Regions from separate parts of the Mus musculus genome. Here all the other regions are linked to region 1. The links are chromatin contacts, called in public Hi-C, HiChIP or PLAC-seq and promoter capture Hi-C maps. All regions are on one chromosome and are shown on one strand. The core of a region is the stretch at or near the end of the contact, and the rest is flanking DNA. Distances in the headings are between cores, read along the strand shown. Region 1 holds the start of Pbx3 (pre B cell leukemia homeobox 3). Region 2 overlaps C230014O12Rik (RIKEN cDNA C230014O12 gene). Region 3 has its middle 32 kb from the start of Gm34372. Region 4 overlaps C230014O12Rik (RIKEN cDNA C230014O12 gene). Region 5 holds the start of C230014O12Rik (RIKEN cDNA C230014O12 gene).

Region 1 (2,806 bases), core at 142-2,641:
AGAGAAGAGCTCTGTCCATGCGAAACCACAGGCTCCCATTCTAACTGGTCACTCCTTGAGGGACAGACAGCGCAAGGCCCTACTGCCAGCGCTAACTCCTTGTGCTGAGTTCGGGTTACCATAGCGACCGTGGGACGGGCAGGGCTTTTAGACCCTTTTCCCGGTCTCAGCCCAGGACTTTCGAACGCTCCAATTGGGACAACCCTTTCTTGGCTCTGTCCCGCCTCGTTCGGCGCTGAGCGCAATGCGATTGGCCCTGTGCTTGAGGCCTTGTGCCCAGAGGGTACCACCTCTTGATATGAAGAGCGGGAAAGTATCCCAGGCACTGTCCGAGGCGTGAAGCTCATCTCATGCAATGGGGGACCACGCTGTCGGCTACGGGTACACTTTATTCGGTCCTATATAACACCTCTAAGTCCCCAACTGCTAATAATAGGGAAGGAGCAGGATCCGGGGACAACACTTTGCTGGCTGGACTGACCGACCATCTGTGGAGTGCCGGCGCGAGTAGCCCATAAGGCTCCCGGGCTGGCTCTCAGGCACCCCACAGCAGAGGCCAGAGGGGACGGGCTGCGTTCTAGGGGCGGGGCCAGTGGCGGCGGCGGGAGGCGCAAAGCCCAATGAGAGAAGGCTCCGCCTCCGGAGGCGGGGCATCCGGGGCGCTCCCCCGCCCTTCAGCTCTCCCTGCCCCTCCCCCCGCGGGCGCCGGGGCCGCAGTGAGTGAGTGGCACTGGCAGCCTGTCAATCCCTCAGCCGAGCGGCCTTCGAGCCCGGTCCACAGCGGCTGCTGACTGGGTGCGCGGCACCGGAGGTGGCGGCGGCGAGTTCTCCCGCCTCATCAATCTGCTGTCCGCCCGGCGTGCGGCCCGCCGGGGCCCTCCACCGGGCTCCGTGTCCCCGCCGCGCCGGCCCGCCCGCTCCCAAACTTTCCTCCTCCGCCCCTCTCGCTCCCCGCGGCCCGCCCGTCGGCCTCCTTCTCCTCCTCCTCCGCAGCCCGCCGCCGCCGCCGCCGCTCCCTCCCTCGGGGCCGCCGGTGCTCCGATCCCGCCCGGTTGAGGCGGCGGCGGCGGCGGCAGGCGGCTGAGGGAGGGGACCGTTCTGGCTGGCGCGGGCGGCGGCGGCCGCGGCGTCCCGGCAACTCGGCTGGCGCTGAGGACCAAGTTGTGCGGGGCCGCCCGGCGCGGCGAGGGGCGCTGAGGAGGCAGCGCGGCGGCCGCGTGAGGGCAGCGGGCACCACCGCCTCCGCCTCCGCCGGCGAGCGCGCCGCTTCCGCCCGCCGCTGTCCTCAGTCTCCTCCGCGGCGGAAGCCGGAGCCGGACGCCGGTCCGCGTCCCCTCAGTCGCGGGCCGCGCCGGGCCAGGCCGCCCCCTCCCGCGCGGGCGGGGAGCGCGCGGCCGCCTCCCCCTCCCCCTCCCCCTCTTTCTTCTCCTCCCTCGCCGCCGCCGCCGCTGCCGCCGCCGCCGCCTCAGCCTTCGCCTCCGCCGCCGCCGCCCGCTCCCGCCCGCGCGCGGCGGGATGGACGATCAATCCAGGATGCTGCAGACTCTGGCCGGGGTGAACCTGGCCGGCCACTCGGTCCAGGGGGGTATGGCTCTGCCGCCTCCCCCTCACGGCCACGAAGGGGCGGACGGCGACGGCAGGAAGCAGGACATCGGCGACATCCTCCACCAGATCATGACCATCACCGACCAGAGCTTGGACGAGGCGCAAGCAAAGTTGGTGTCGTCTCATTAAGCATCTTTTGTGTGTGTACGGGAGCCGGGCTCGGGTCCCGGCTGGCTCCCGGGACCCGGGCCTCAGTTGCGGGCGGGAACTTTCTCCGCCCGCCGGGCACTTGCTGTGTCCCCCATCGCGCGGGCAAAGTTGCTCGCCGGGCTCGGGACAAACTCGATCATTGCTTCGTCCGTGCCCTGCTGCCCGCCCCCCTCCCCAGATTTAAACCTCCCGCTCGGACCCCAGCGCGCTCCGCGTCCCAGCCGGGTCCGTGGCCGCACCGCAGGGAAGTGCAACTTTCTCCGCCTGCCCAGACTCCGGGCACCCACTCCCCTCGGCCCAGTCCGGGGTGACCGGCTGCTTCCCCGCACAACCCTGTGCGGGAGCGCCAAGTTCTCTAGAGGGAGGGCCGCTTGGCAAACTTTGCGGAGCTGTCACCCGCTGATTATTAGCCGCCCGCTGGCCGCTGCGCCCGCTCCTCTTGTGGAGCTTGGGCGTTGGGGTTCCCTCCGCTCCGGTCTGGTCCCTTGGGTCCCGCCGCGGCCCCCGGAGCGGAGCCTCATGCACGGGTCACTCCTGTGTACGCCGAGGCTTCTGTCGAGCCAGCAGATGGGTCACGCTGCTATCGGGCTGGAGCTCTCAGCCGCTAGAGCTTGCCGCCAGTTGCGAACTAGTAAACTTGAGTTTTTGTTGACTTCCCGTGGTTCAAAGGAGCTTTTCCAAACTGGGGGCCGGTTTTAAATCTTGGGTCTAACTTAAAGGAAGGCGCCATATTATTCCAATAGGTGATGCTAATACCTTTGTGTTTTGCTATTTGTTTTTTAGGAAACATGCTCTGAACTGTCACAGAATGAAACCGGCGCTCTTCAGCGTCTTGTGTGAGATCAAAGAGAAAACAGGTAAGACTCTGCTGCTCACAGTGGGCCTGGAGACCCCCGAGGTGGGGTCAGATCTACTCCTTCGACTCTCCAGTTGAGAGCTGCTGCTTTTGGGCACCGCCATCTTTGATCATTCTTTGCTTCCCACCTCCTGATCTTGAGAAAAAAAAAACAAACCTGCAATAAATCTGGAGTCTATTTCTCAATTCTGCTTT
Region 2 (2,806 bases), core at 138-2,637, 310 kb after region 1:
TTCCTCCTTGGGTATTCTAGACCCTGGTAGGACCTGAAAGAGATCTGCATCATTGGGTGAGGGATATGAAATTACGGGACACCTGTGCATTGAAGCTCTGTGCTGTCCCAAAGAGGATGAGTATCAAGATGGAGGGGTTGTGCATCATATGAGGGGTATATACAACTAGGGATGGAGTAATATGCAGGTGTGGAGGTTTCTCCAGTAGCAGAGAGCCTGAGAGAGGAATTAGTGGAGGGTGGGGAGGGGAGACTAACAGCAAACTTGCCATCGCCAGCAGCAGTGGGTTCAAAGGGGTGGAGTCAACTCTTACACCACAGCCTCATCAGTGGCTATCAGAGGGGAGAGGTGACCTAGACCTTCCCCAGGGGCTCAGGGAGAATCCCTATTGTTCCTGGAGGCATGCTGGCCAGCAGTTATTCTGTTACTTCATCTTGACTGAGAGACAATCTTAGGGGAACTCAGCCCCAAAGTTTACTTAAGTGGGGGTTGGGGGGAGGAACCATCCAGAGACAAGGAGTGTTACACCACTGTCAAGTGTTAGATGTCGCCATCAAGAAAAAAAAATTACATCTCGTCCTGACGAGCGACTAATCAAGGCAAGGCGAACGGTCCCGCAATAAATTACGCGGGCACGAAATAAACCACACAAACAGACCGATGATAATAAATGTAAATTATTTCTCTGAAGAAATTTTCTTGGTATATGAGTAATTCGAACCATCAGGAAGGCGTCTTCCTTAACATTAATTACAGAAGATGACAAGCGGGCTGATGACTGGGAAGGCTCATTATCTGAGAACATATTCACAACTTTGCAATTTGCGCGAGATGTACTCCGGCTAAATTAATCTCCCTTCTTTGCATGAGCCTCTTCTAATTTTCATGTTATTAACAGGTTTGCAGTATCAGTCAGCGCCTGTCACTCTAATCAGGTTTCGGCATGTTCGCGAAAGCGAAGCGTCATTTATAAGGATAAGGCCTCATAATGGTGCTTGCTTTCATGTGGAGAATTCTACAAGGCCGCTTTTAATAAGGCACTTTAATCATCTCCTTTGCTCAACTTTTGGCCCCACTGTTCCTTTATGAAGAGTCATTAAAAGACTTGAAGTTCATCAAGGAGGGAATATTCATGACATTGTTCAGATGAGGTTGAGTCTGGTTCCAAGTAGAAGGCTACAGGGAGTAAGGGCAAGAGAGTGACCCACAGACAGCTACGGGTGACCTGTGTGCTTTGTCTCCACCAAAGGACGTCAGGTGCAACCAACCTGGTTCTCTGTCCAACCAAGACACGCCCCCAAATATGGTGGGTTGTACAGACCCCAGGGCAAGTCTCAGGGTCCTGAGCATCTGCAGAGGTTCTCGCAGGTCAGTACCCTGGACAGCTCCGAGCACTGGCATAAACAGCACCCCGTGGAGGGGTTCCACTCTGCTCCTGGTCTCTGAGTGTGGTCCGTTCCCCTCAATTGTTTTGTGTGATTTGGGGTTCAGAGGAGAACGGTAAGTTTTCTGCTCTAAGCAGAGTGTCTTCTCAGAGCGTCCAGGAACACTGACGGACTTGTAGACTGTGTACGTGCACTTGCATGTGTGAATCTGGGTCCCCACACCCTTTTTATATGGACCTGAGTCCCCTCTCCTGTGGATCTGGGTACTGTCTCCTGTGAAACTGAGTCCCATTGCCCTGAATCTAGTTCTCCTGCTTGCAAATTTGGGTTCCCTTCTTGTAAAACTGAGTCCCTTTATCTGTGAACCTTGGTTTCCCTCCTATGAATCTGGGCCCTCTGTTGTGAGCCTTGGTGCCCCTCTTTGCTTCAGGTCTTGCAGGGGGGGAGAAGAGCTCGTTCTACAACCAGCGGTGTCCTCCTCAATCCCCTCTACTCCAGAGCAGGAAATGTGCTCACGCATCCCAGCAGAGACCCATGGTGTTAGTTTGCCTCCAGCGATCCTCGGTGGCCTCTGAAAAACATCCTTAGCGCTTTGTTGTCACACAGAATCCTTCTGACTGGGCCAGCCCATCTATTAGTGTGCAGAGTATAAACTGGGAGAGGAAGGCAGGCCCTCATCCTCCCCAAGCCAGGAATCATCTGTGATCTTGGACAGGTCATCTTCTCTTCTAGGGTCACCTGTGTAACACCTGAAGGTTCTCCATCTTCTATCTTTGTCCCATGTTGCCACTGCTAACTAAAGTCCCATCTTCTCACATCCACTCAGTGATGGATCTGGAAGGAGCCTTACAAGGGGATAGCTTCCTGTTTTCCATATATGTCTCTACCCGCAGTGTAGTCTGACCATGTGGTGGCCTAGGTCTCTCCTGGCTGGGACAATGTTGGAGCACCTCCCCTTCTTCTGAGGCAGGAATGTACTATGGAGCTCAGACTGCCCTCTGAATAGTGTGTGTGTGTGTGTGTGTGTGTGTGTGTGTGTGTGTGTGTGTGTGTGTGTGTTCCTGTCTCAACCTCCTGAGTAATGGTATTACATGGTGTGCACCATAGTGACCAGCATGACCATGAATCTTAATCTTCAGGAGTCACCTTTCTCTGAGATCTATGGATAGTGCTCTGCCCTGTTCCCAGCCAGAGCTCACTGGTCCTCAGCTCAGCAGGTCAGACTCTCCTGAAGATCACGATAGGTTGATAGTCCCTGGCCTATAACAAGGACCCATCTTTCCCCAGGAGACATGGAGAACAGGAAGGCTGTCTACATGGAGGGGAGGGGAGGAGAACGAGAGAGACTCTCCAGAAGGCTGGAGCAGCCTTGTCTCTGGTTCCAGGTCCTTGTGGTAAACACTGGAATCTATAAGATATCC
Region 3 (2,806 bases), core at 166-2,665, 300 kb before region 1:
ATCAAATTAATGGTCATTTTCTGGGGTGTGCTCCAGACATTGGGTCTTTAAGACAGGGTTTCTCTATGTATCCCTGACTGTCCTGGAACTTTCTACGTAGACCAGGCTGGCCTCCAATCACAAAGATACTCACTCCTGCCTCTCTCCAGAGTGCTGGGATTCAAGGCCTAGATTGGAATGTGCTCTATTGGGAAAGCTATGAGTGGTATCCATCAGTTTGGGTCCCAGGACCTAACAATTCTAGTGTCCTCACACCTCTGTGGTCCCAGCTCAGAGGCTTAGATGAAGGACAGAGGAATCCAAGTCTGAGGGAGGATCCTGGGGCCTGCTGGCTTCCAGACTAGTGAGAAAACAGGGACCCTGATAGAGGACACCTGATGCCCAAGCATCCGCCTAAAAGCCACAAAGACACACAAGGCAGTCTTAACAAAAGTAAAGCAGCCAAGCCTGCAGCTGCCGGGAAACATACTCTGTCTGCCTTTGCGAGTGAGCCTATCTTCCCGATAGCTCCTCCAGCCTCTCACTTGTGTTACCTTTGTCTCCTGTAAATATCCTTGGAGGACCAGTGACACCTTCATTCCCTCTCCAGTAAGGTCTGGCCCCCTAGTGCTCCTGCTTGCCTGCACAGTCACAAGCAATGGTCCCCAGATGTTTGCTGCTGGGAGTGGATAGTATAAACTATCTTTTCTTTCCAAATTCAGGCAAGACCTGTCACTCAGTGGGATCCCACCTTTTGGAAAGATTATGCCCATAGCCTCTCCTGGCTCTGGTGGGCTGTGGGTGGGCTGTAGCTGGCTGCAGATCGGTGCATGTGTGTGCAAATGGGCTGTAGTCAGTCTGCAGGTGAGCTGTGGGTACATTTGCATCTCGGCACTTTATACGTGCGCAGTGAAACCCAGAGGGCCTGCACCGACAAGCCACATCCCTTACCCAGGAGGCAGGACTGGGACAACCGCGACTGGATATAAACTCTCCAGGGTGGGGTTGCAGGCTGCGCATGCGCTGGTCGTCCCTTCCTCTGCTTCCGTGCTGGGTCTCGAAGCCACTGACTGCCACATAAAGTGGGCCTGCTGGAAATGACCAAATGAGGAGCCGTAGAACCCAGACCGTCCGTGCCCGGCTCCCTCTGTATCATGTGTAGTCCACGCGAGACCCCAGCGCCCGTGGGGCCCCCGTGTCATCCGAGCGCCTGTTTGTAGCGGTGTCCAGCACATCGACGCATCTGCCCATGAAGAACGCAGTTGTAGCCCTACTTGGTCAGGTTAGGTGGCATCTGCTGATGGCTCTGTCGAGATCTTGCCCTTGTCCCCTGCTTGATTCCTGTCTGGCAGCTTTCCTCCCAGCCCACGACCCCCACTCCACCCCCGCTTTGCCGCTCCTTGGGTGACATCTTGTGGCCAAGGACAGGTACAAAGCAATAGCTGTGAGGCGGCCTTGTGAGTCTGAGCTTAGCAGTCGCTCCCAGCTTCCAGAGCATTGAAGGAACCCTGTACCAGGACAGCACTAGACAGACACCCCCCCCCCAAATGTGCAGCTCCCACGGTACACAAGCGAATACAGCCGGCGCCTCCTTGTCCACCGCGTCGTGTGAGATGGTCATTACCAGCTATGAGGCTTCTCTACGACAACTCCGTATCAAAGTTACTGTCCGGCCATCGACATCGATGTCCATCGCTCAAGGGCTCCGATCATCATGAAAGACCTAGCAGTACAGTCCCGACACCGGGGAGCCTTCACACCCCGTTCTGCAGGGGCTGCTGCTGGGGAGTGCTGCGTCTTCAGTCACAGTGGCACCGCGCACTCTGAGACCATTTCATCTGTCAAGAGTGGTGACCACGGGCTGCTGGTGAGATGGCTCAGTGGGTAAGAGCACCCGACTGCTCTTCCGAAGGTCAGGAGTTCAAATCCCAGCAACCACATGGTGGCTCACAACCATCCGTAACGAGATCTGACTCCCTCTTCTGGAGTGTCTGAAGACAACTACAGTGTACTTACATATAATAAATAAATAAATCTTTAAAAAAAAAAAAGAGTGGTGACCACATGTCCCTCCCACAGTGTGGGCATCGCCATGAGCCCCACGGTCCTGGTTTCCCTGTTGTTGCTGTGAGAAAATACCCCGACCAAAGCAAGTTTAAAAGAGAAGGACTTTATGTGGCTTACAGCTCCAGGTTACAGTCTGTCGTAGTGGGGCACTCAAGGCAGGAATGCCTCTTATGCTCCTTTTCCCGCTCCTGTATAGGGCCCAGCCCTTGAAATAATGCCACGCACATTCCACCAAATGGGTGTTTCCACCAAAGTTTCCAAACAATTGGATTATTTCCAACAAATAACCCAGCCACACATACACAGGCAAGTGCACTGGCCAACCTGATTGATTTAGACAACCCTTCACCTTGATCTTCCCAGGTTGACTGTACATTGTGTCAAGTTGACAATTAAAACCATCACACCTGCGGAGGCTAGAAATGATGTGGGGGGGGGGGAGGGGGAAGCTTATCAAAGCTGTACAGAAAATGGAGGTCATACTCTCTAGCTCACCAGAACTGCTTGAGAGGCGTCCTCCAGTGAATACTTCATGAAATAATTTGACTATAGCTCTACCTTCAGTTTTAAATGGTTGTATATGACCTAATATTATGAATAAAATTTATTCCTTACTCATGACTATTTGAAAACACTCGTTTTTTAAAATTTACATGTATATGTGTACCTGTGTACCTGAGCGCATGTCTGTGCATCATGTGTGTGCAGTGCTCATGGAGGCAAGGAGAGGGGGTTGGATCTCCTGGAACTGAAGTTACTG
Region 4 (2,806 bases), core at 163-2,662, 290 kb after region 1:
GAAGCCAGGGCCAGAGGCTGGAGGCCCACTAGATGAGGTGTCTTTGAAGAGATGGACTTAGTGACCTGAAGATTCTTGAACCGTGCAATCTCCTACATACCTTAGTGTCTCTGCTTCATCCCAGCATCCTGGATGGTCCGAGTGGCTTGCATGCTGGACTTCTGTCATAGAACAAAGGATTGCTCCATGCAGCTTCTGCTTTGTGACCCTACAAGGATTAAAAGCCCTCAGCCCTGGTTTATAAAGCACGTTGTTTCTGTAAACCAAAAGCTAGTGGCTAAGAATAGCAGAACTCTATCTTCTCACAGTTCCAGGGTCCAGAAATCTGAAGTGAAAGCTTTGGAGGTGCTTCTTTCTGCCTCTCCAGCTCCACGTTAGGCCAGTCATCTTCCATACCCTGAGCTTGTGGCTGCACCCCTCCACTCTGCCTCTGAAGTCAGATGGACTCTTCTTTCCTCTTAAATTACACGAGTACAACTGAATTAAGAACCACCCATTCTGGTAAGGCCTCATCTTACCTTGATCATACCCACAAAGACCCAATTTCCAAATAAGGTCCCACTCACAAACACAGTGACACTGCCATGTGGCTTTTGTTTATCTGTTAGAGACAGGCTCTCACGCTGCAGTAGCCCGGGCTGGCTTGAGCTCACTAAGTAGCTCAGGCTGGTCTTAAACAGGAGGCTGCCTCAGCATCCCACTCCCCCACCCCCCCAAGTACTGGCTTACAGGCCTGAGACACCATGTCTACATGTCTGGCCTTTGTGTGTATGTGCTCATGTTTATACATGCATGCCACAGTGCCCAGCTCTAACAGGGGACTGAACTCAGGCCCCTATGCACTATACTGACTGACCTATCTCCCAGGATTTTGGAGGGACAGAATTTGATACACAGCATATTCTAATTATGTAGCCCCCTTAGGAAGTTAGTAGGGACATTTACTCCAAGCCATCTTGACACTGAAACCTGAGACCTATCTGAGAAATAACAGGGGTGTGAGTATCAATTTACTTTCTGTTGCTATAATAAATGCCATGGCCAAAAACAGCTTAGAGAAGGAAAGTATCTATCTATCAATCATCTATCTATCTATCTATCTATCTATCTATCTATCTATCTATCTATCTATCAATTATCTATCTGTCTATCATCTCTCTATCATCTATCTCTCTATCATCTATCTCTCTATCATCTATCTATCTATCTATCTATCTATCTATCTATCTATCTATCTATCTATCTCTAAGTCACAGTCCATCATTGAAAAATTTAGGGCAGGAACTCAGCAGAAACCATAGAGAATTTTGCCTACAGGCTTGCTTCCCCAGCCAGCTTTGTTATACAACACAGAGCCACCTATTCAGGGGTGGCCCCACCCACAGTGGGTGGGACCCTCCCACATTAATCAACAATTCAGCAGTTCTCCACAGATGGCTCAGCAGGCTACTGAGCCTGGCACTCCTCAGAATCCACAGAGCAGGAAAAAACTGATTCCTGTGAGTTGTTCTCTGAACTCTACACAAAGGCTGGGACATGTGTGTATGCATGCACACAGGAATGTACACGTACACACATGTACACACACACACACATCAAACAATAATAAAAAAAGAAGAAACAGAGCCTGTATTCCCAGGGCTGCTGTGATAGTTAACTTTCAACATCAGTTTGACTGTGGGGTCATCTCTGGAGGCATATGTGAGAATGTTTTCAGAGAGGTATAACTCTGAGACCCACCATGAGTGTAGGTGACACCATCCATAGGCCAGGGGTCCCCCTGAATAAAAATGGAGGGACAAGGAGAAAGTCTGGTGAACATCAGCATTCATTGCTCTGGTTTGGGATCCAGGAAGGAGTCCCAGTCCTACAGGCCCACTGCCATGATGGACTGTACTCTTGCAGGTCATCAGCCCAAATAAACTGTTCTTCCCTTAAGTTGCTTCTGTTGTCATAGCAATGAGCAAAGCAACTAACACAGCTGCTCTACAGCTCAGAAAGTCACAACACAGAGGTGAGGCCCTCACCTGAATTCATCCATCCTCAGATGTTTGCTGAAGACCTACTGTGTGCCAGGGATGGCAAATACCATGGAATCACCTCACGGAGGGAGACCTACTGTGTGCCAGGGATGGCAAATATCATGGAATTGCCTCATGGAGGGAGATGTTTGCAGATGGATCGTTCTAGGAACTCCAATAAGCTATGATGACTGCTATTCTAAAATATCACAGGAGTGATTGAAATATAAGACAGGAGACCAGTCAAATGCAGGACTTGGGAAATAAGAGGAGACCTAAAGGGTTATTCAGGAACTGGGCTAAAAGGGAAGTTTGTGTCTAGTGTTCTAGCAGGTGTGGGCCATATGTGGGTTGGAGTCCATATGTGTTGAAGCCCCGAGACAGCACTCATGGAAGTTGTGGGGTAGGGGAGTTGAAGCTCGAGACTTGAGGAGCAGGTGACAGTTGGATAACCCCTGAGGATATGTCCCGGGAAGACTGAGCAGGGCTCCTCATGGAGTCTGATCAGCCTTGGGCAGTACCATCATCTAAGGCAGGTGACAGTGTTTCCGTGCCCTTGGCCCCAGATGTTCTGATCACTGCATCCTCTGTGGCCTTGCCAGAAGCATGAGAGACTGTCAAAGGGACACCAAGGCAAGAGCAAGTGACACTAACCAGCTGATCCAATGGGGAAGGGAATGAATGTTCCAGGTCCTTTAAGATCTGGCCTTTCCACCCTGTCCCCATAATTTCACTTCTTTCCTATCCAGGGTTGGCAGAGAGGCTATGCAGGGCTAATCTTACAA
Region 5 (2,806 bases), core at 179-2,678, 260 kb after region 1:
CTTCATGGTAGACTGTTAACTATAAGATAAAATAAACCCATTTCCCCCCCAGGTTGCTTTTGGTCAAGACAGGCTATCATGTGGGTGGCAAAGGCCGAGGCACCCCTGAGGCCGGGCGTGTGGACATCAGTGTTTCATTTGACACACAGGTGACCCATGTGGTAGGGTCAAAGGCCACACTCCAAGTAGCCCAGTCCTGGCTCAGTGCACTTCCCTAACTAACAAAAGATGCTTCCGGCTTGGTGACGGTTGGTTCCTCTCTACCCTTTTTGTACGCAGACCCCATGCTATCAGGCAAGGCTCTGTCAGAGAACACACCCAGAGCCAGATCGGCATCTTTGTCCTCATGAGGGTCTCATCCTATTAAAGGAAGCAGACACTAAAACTCCGGGACAGGTCCACCCTGATGGTGTCAAACTCTGTGAAGAAAGTTTGTGTGTGAGGGGTTTCTTTAAGGAGGGTTCCTCTGGGCTGGGAAGCCGGACCAGGCTGCCAGCAGTCTTGACTCAACATTCTGAGGTAGAAGAGGTATAAAGGCCTCAGGCAGGTGTAGACAAGGCTGCACTGTGAAGTGCTAAGATCCTGCTTTCTGGAATCCGGCCTGGAGGGCTTCCTGACTTAGAAGCCGCCCCGAGTCCAGAGGAAGTGCGACTCTGTCTTTGCTTCCTCAGCTTCCTCCTCTTCCTCTTCTCCTCTGGGGCCACCATCCGCAAGCACCCAGGAGAACTGAAACATCCTCCCTAGGTCAGGGCGCCCTTCTCCCCGCACGTAACCCTGGACTGCCACGGAGGCAAAAAAACCCCTGTTCGTGGAGCCGCTGAAAGGTGCGGGCCTGTGAACAAAGCAGCCCGTTACACTTAGGCCCCAATAAAAACGCTTCTAAGGGCCTAATTAACAGTTTAGGTACATATAAAAACATAATGAGAAAAACAATCTGTTTGCAAAAAAGGGACGAAAGAAAAAGAAAAAAAAAATTAAAAGGCCAAATTGGCAGAGCCTGGCCTGCTGCTGGGCACGTGGCGTCTGCACAGCTCGAGTGGCCGGGAGGGCTGGCCTAATGGTCTCCTCACATGCCGATATTCCACCTCTGTATGTCTGAGCAATTTTCAACTTGGCAGGAAGGGAGCCGCGCGGAAATTTGCGTAAGCCTTGATAAATATTTTATGCAAATTAAAATTGAATTCTTTGCTTAGTTTAAGCAATTTCCCTGTAAGGAGTGTGTCGAGGAGAGAGATTACAACATTTGCCTGGTTTGTTTATAATTTAATTTTTTTTTTATGTTGCGGCTGGCAGAGGAGGAGATGGCAACACCTGTGAGTGTTTATAACGTCCCATCTCCTTCACAGCTGCTCCTATTCAAAACACCTCGCCGGCGTAATAATTTCATAAAATTTCATGATTTACCATCTGCTCGTGCCGGTTTGGGCTTCAGCAATAAGCCCGCGCGTGGCGCCCGGCCCAGAAAGGTACAATAACTGTATATTTTAACTTAATGGTTTTTTGGGGGGCATGCAAATTTCTGTGAGCAGATTGTGTTGAGGCCTGGGCTTGGAGCGGCCTCCCTGAGCCCCAGAAGCCCCCCGGAGCACCCCCGGCTCAGTGAAGGTTGCCCGTGTCAAAATCGAGATATCAAACACCGAGGCTGAAAGACAAGGTAGGAGGTGCGAGAGGATTATTTTCCTTTTAGCGTTTGATGTCTGTGCATTTGGGTAATTAAAATGATTACTACAACAATTAAAGCAAGTAATTAGAAACTAATTACACCAGCATTTTTTGTGATTACAGGAGCAGATGAAAATAGTGTTCAAAATTAAATTCATTGCATATTCATGGGAATGAAATTAAATACTGCTGGGTGGATGAGATAATCGGAGGAGAGGAGAGAGGAGAGGCATTCTGGGGATTCGGAGAACAGACTGCGGTTAATACTCCAAACAGACATTTGGTTAAATCAGTGATAATCTTTTAATGGCTTTAAAAGGGGCTAATATTTGGAAAGCAGTCAAAATTGCTGAGAGTTTCTGTTTTTCACTCACTCTGTGATAATACATACCAGCTGTAGCACAATGGAAAACATTTAATCATTAGCCACTCAAATGGAGGCGCAGGAGCCAGCGTCTCCCCGCCTCTCCTGGTGTCTCATGCACGACAATAAATTAAATTAAAGAATCTTAGCAGCTCTTTCTTCCCTCCCCCACCCCTCCTCCCTCTCCTCTTTCCCGGCTATTGACTACTTCCCAGCCACTGCCTTGCCACGACCATTTAATGAGATCCCGTAGATTAAATAGATTTTCTGTTTAACTCCACACTGGTGAGATAGCATGTCAACGACGGAATGGCTATTAACATTTAAATATTTCACAGAACAAAAAAAAATCGGAATATGAATTTTTCATTGTTGCGACGCTCCCCCTGCCCCTCCCCCTTTCTCTCCCTCTCTTTTTCACGGCTCTCTCTCTCTTTCTCTCCCTTTCTCTGCTAGACCTAATGAAACTAAAGTAATTAGAAAGATACAAGAAGAGGGCTTTCACCAGAGTGCAATTAAATTGAGCGGGGAGCCGTTATTTATATAGGCTGGTCACTCCGTAGCTGCGGCTATTTTCTCAGCCTGCTTGAGTCATAGATTATTACAAGAGATTAATAATGTAAATTTCACTGACTCGGCTGCTCTCCGAGCCTTGGCCTTCAGAAATTGATGGGCACGCCATCCATCACCTCCTCCGGCCCAGGCCTGTCCCTCTGCAGGGCTCACCAGCCTTGGCACCCCACCTTGAGCTCACCGACTCCCTATTCTGTTCTGCTTTGC

The links. Promoter capture Hi-C pulls out the DNA fragments that hold promoters and counts their contacts. A called contact is a pair of places that touch in the nucleus more often than the background predicts. HiChIP or PLAC-seq counts read pairs in DNA pulled down with a chosen protein or histone mark.
Region 2: an H3K4me3 HiChIP or PLAC-seq map of embryonic limb bud shows a contact between it and region 1, with 4 times the contacts expected there. The contact joins the enhancer-like site here to the promoter of Pbx3 in region 1. A contact is called at or near these places in 1 of 39 promoter capture datasets (liver), 1 of 484 Hi-C or Micro-C datasets (nephron progenitors), 10 of 115 datasets of contacts at active chromatin or transcription factors (embryonic basal ganglia, embryonic forebrain, embryonic hindbrain and 5 more) and 1 of 9 other capture datasets (embryonic tail).
Region 3: an H3K4me3 HiChIP or PLAC-seq map of forebrain shows a contact between it and region 1, with 2.6 times the contacts expected there. The contact joins the enhancer-like site here to the promoter of Pbx3 in region 1. A contact is called at or near these places in 1 of 39 promoter capture datasets (the 3T3-L1 cell line), 6 of 115 datasets of contacts at active chromatin or transcription factors (bone marrow-derived macrophages, effector CD8 T cells, embryonic hindbrain and 2 more) and 1 of 9 other capture datasets (pancreatic islet).
Region 4: a contact with region 1 is called in a promoter capture Hi-C map of hippocampal neurons, with 3 times the contacts expected there. The contact joins the enhancer-like site here to the promoter of Pbx3 in region 1. A contact is called at or near these places in 1 of 39 promoter capture datasets (hippocampal neurons), 1 of 484 Hi-C or Micro-C datasets (palatal mesenchyme) and 9 of 115 datasets of contacts at active chromatin or transcription factors (embryonic forebrain, embryonic hindbrain, embryonic limb bud and 6 more).
Region 5: a contact with region 1 is called in a Hi-C map of the N1E-115 cell line, with 8 times the contacts expected there. The contact joins the promoter of C230014O12Rik here to the promoter of Pbx3 in region 1. A contact is called at or near these places in 3 of 484 Hi-C or Micro-C datasets (the N1E-115 cell line, cerebellar granule neurons and palatal mesenchyme), 9 of 115 datasets of contacts at active chromatin or transcription factors (astrocytes, embryonic basal ganglia, embryonic forebrain and 6 more) and 1 of 9 other capture datasets (pancreatic islet).

The regions. Positions count from the first base shown.
Region 1 is chr2:34,370,630-34,373,435 of GRCm38.p6, reverse strand. Pbx3 (pre B cell leukemia homeobox 3) reads left to right here and starts at 1,391. Exons shown (of 9, transcript NM_016768.2): 1 at 1,391-1,715; 2 at 2,539-2,612. The coding sequence starts at 1,516.
Region 2 is chr2:34,063,857-34,066,662 of GRCm38.p6, reverse strand. The region is part of intron 1 of C230014O12Rik (RIKEN cDNA C230014O12 gene); the gene reads left to right. Among named protein-coding and RNA genes, the nearest start is that of C230014O12Rik, 42 kb to the left of the region's middle. Within about 2 kb of position 1,387, at least 18 of the 459 cell types and tissues checked have an H3K27ac peak or open chromatin away from gene starts, as enhancers often do. A contact at or near this core is called in embryonic basal ganglia and embryonic limb bud, where this site is marked.
Region 3 is chr2:34,670,095-34,672,900 of GRCm38.p6, reverse strand. No RefSeq gene overlaps it. Among named protein-coding and RNA genes, the nearest start is that of Gm34372, 32 kb to the right of the region's middle. Within about 2 kb of position 1,415, at least 152 of the 459 cell types and tissues checked have an H3K27ac peak or open chromatin away from gene starts, as enhancers often do. A contact at or near this core is called in bone marrow-derived macrophages, forebrain and pancreatic islet, where this site is marked.
Region 4 is chr2:34,083,292-34,086,097 of GRCm38.p6, reverse strand. All of the region lies in intron 1 of C230014O12Rik (RIKEN cDNA C230014O12 gene), which reads left to right. Among named protein-coding and RNA genes, the nearest start is that of C230014O12Rik, 23 kb to the left of the region's middle. Within about 2 kb of position 1,412, at least 29 of the 459 cell types and tissues checked have an H3K27ac peak or open chromatin away from gene starts, as enhancers often do. A contact at or near this core is called in forebrain and hippocampal neurons, where this site is marked.
Region 5 is chr2:34,106,357-34,109,162 of GRCm38.p6, reverse strand. C230014O12Rik (RIKEN cDNA C230014O12 gene) reads left to right here and starts at 1,428. Exons shown (of 4, transcript NR_130173.1): 1 at 1,428-1,654.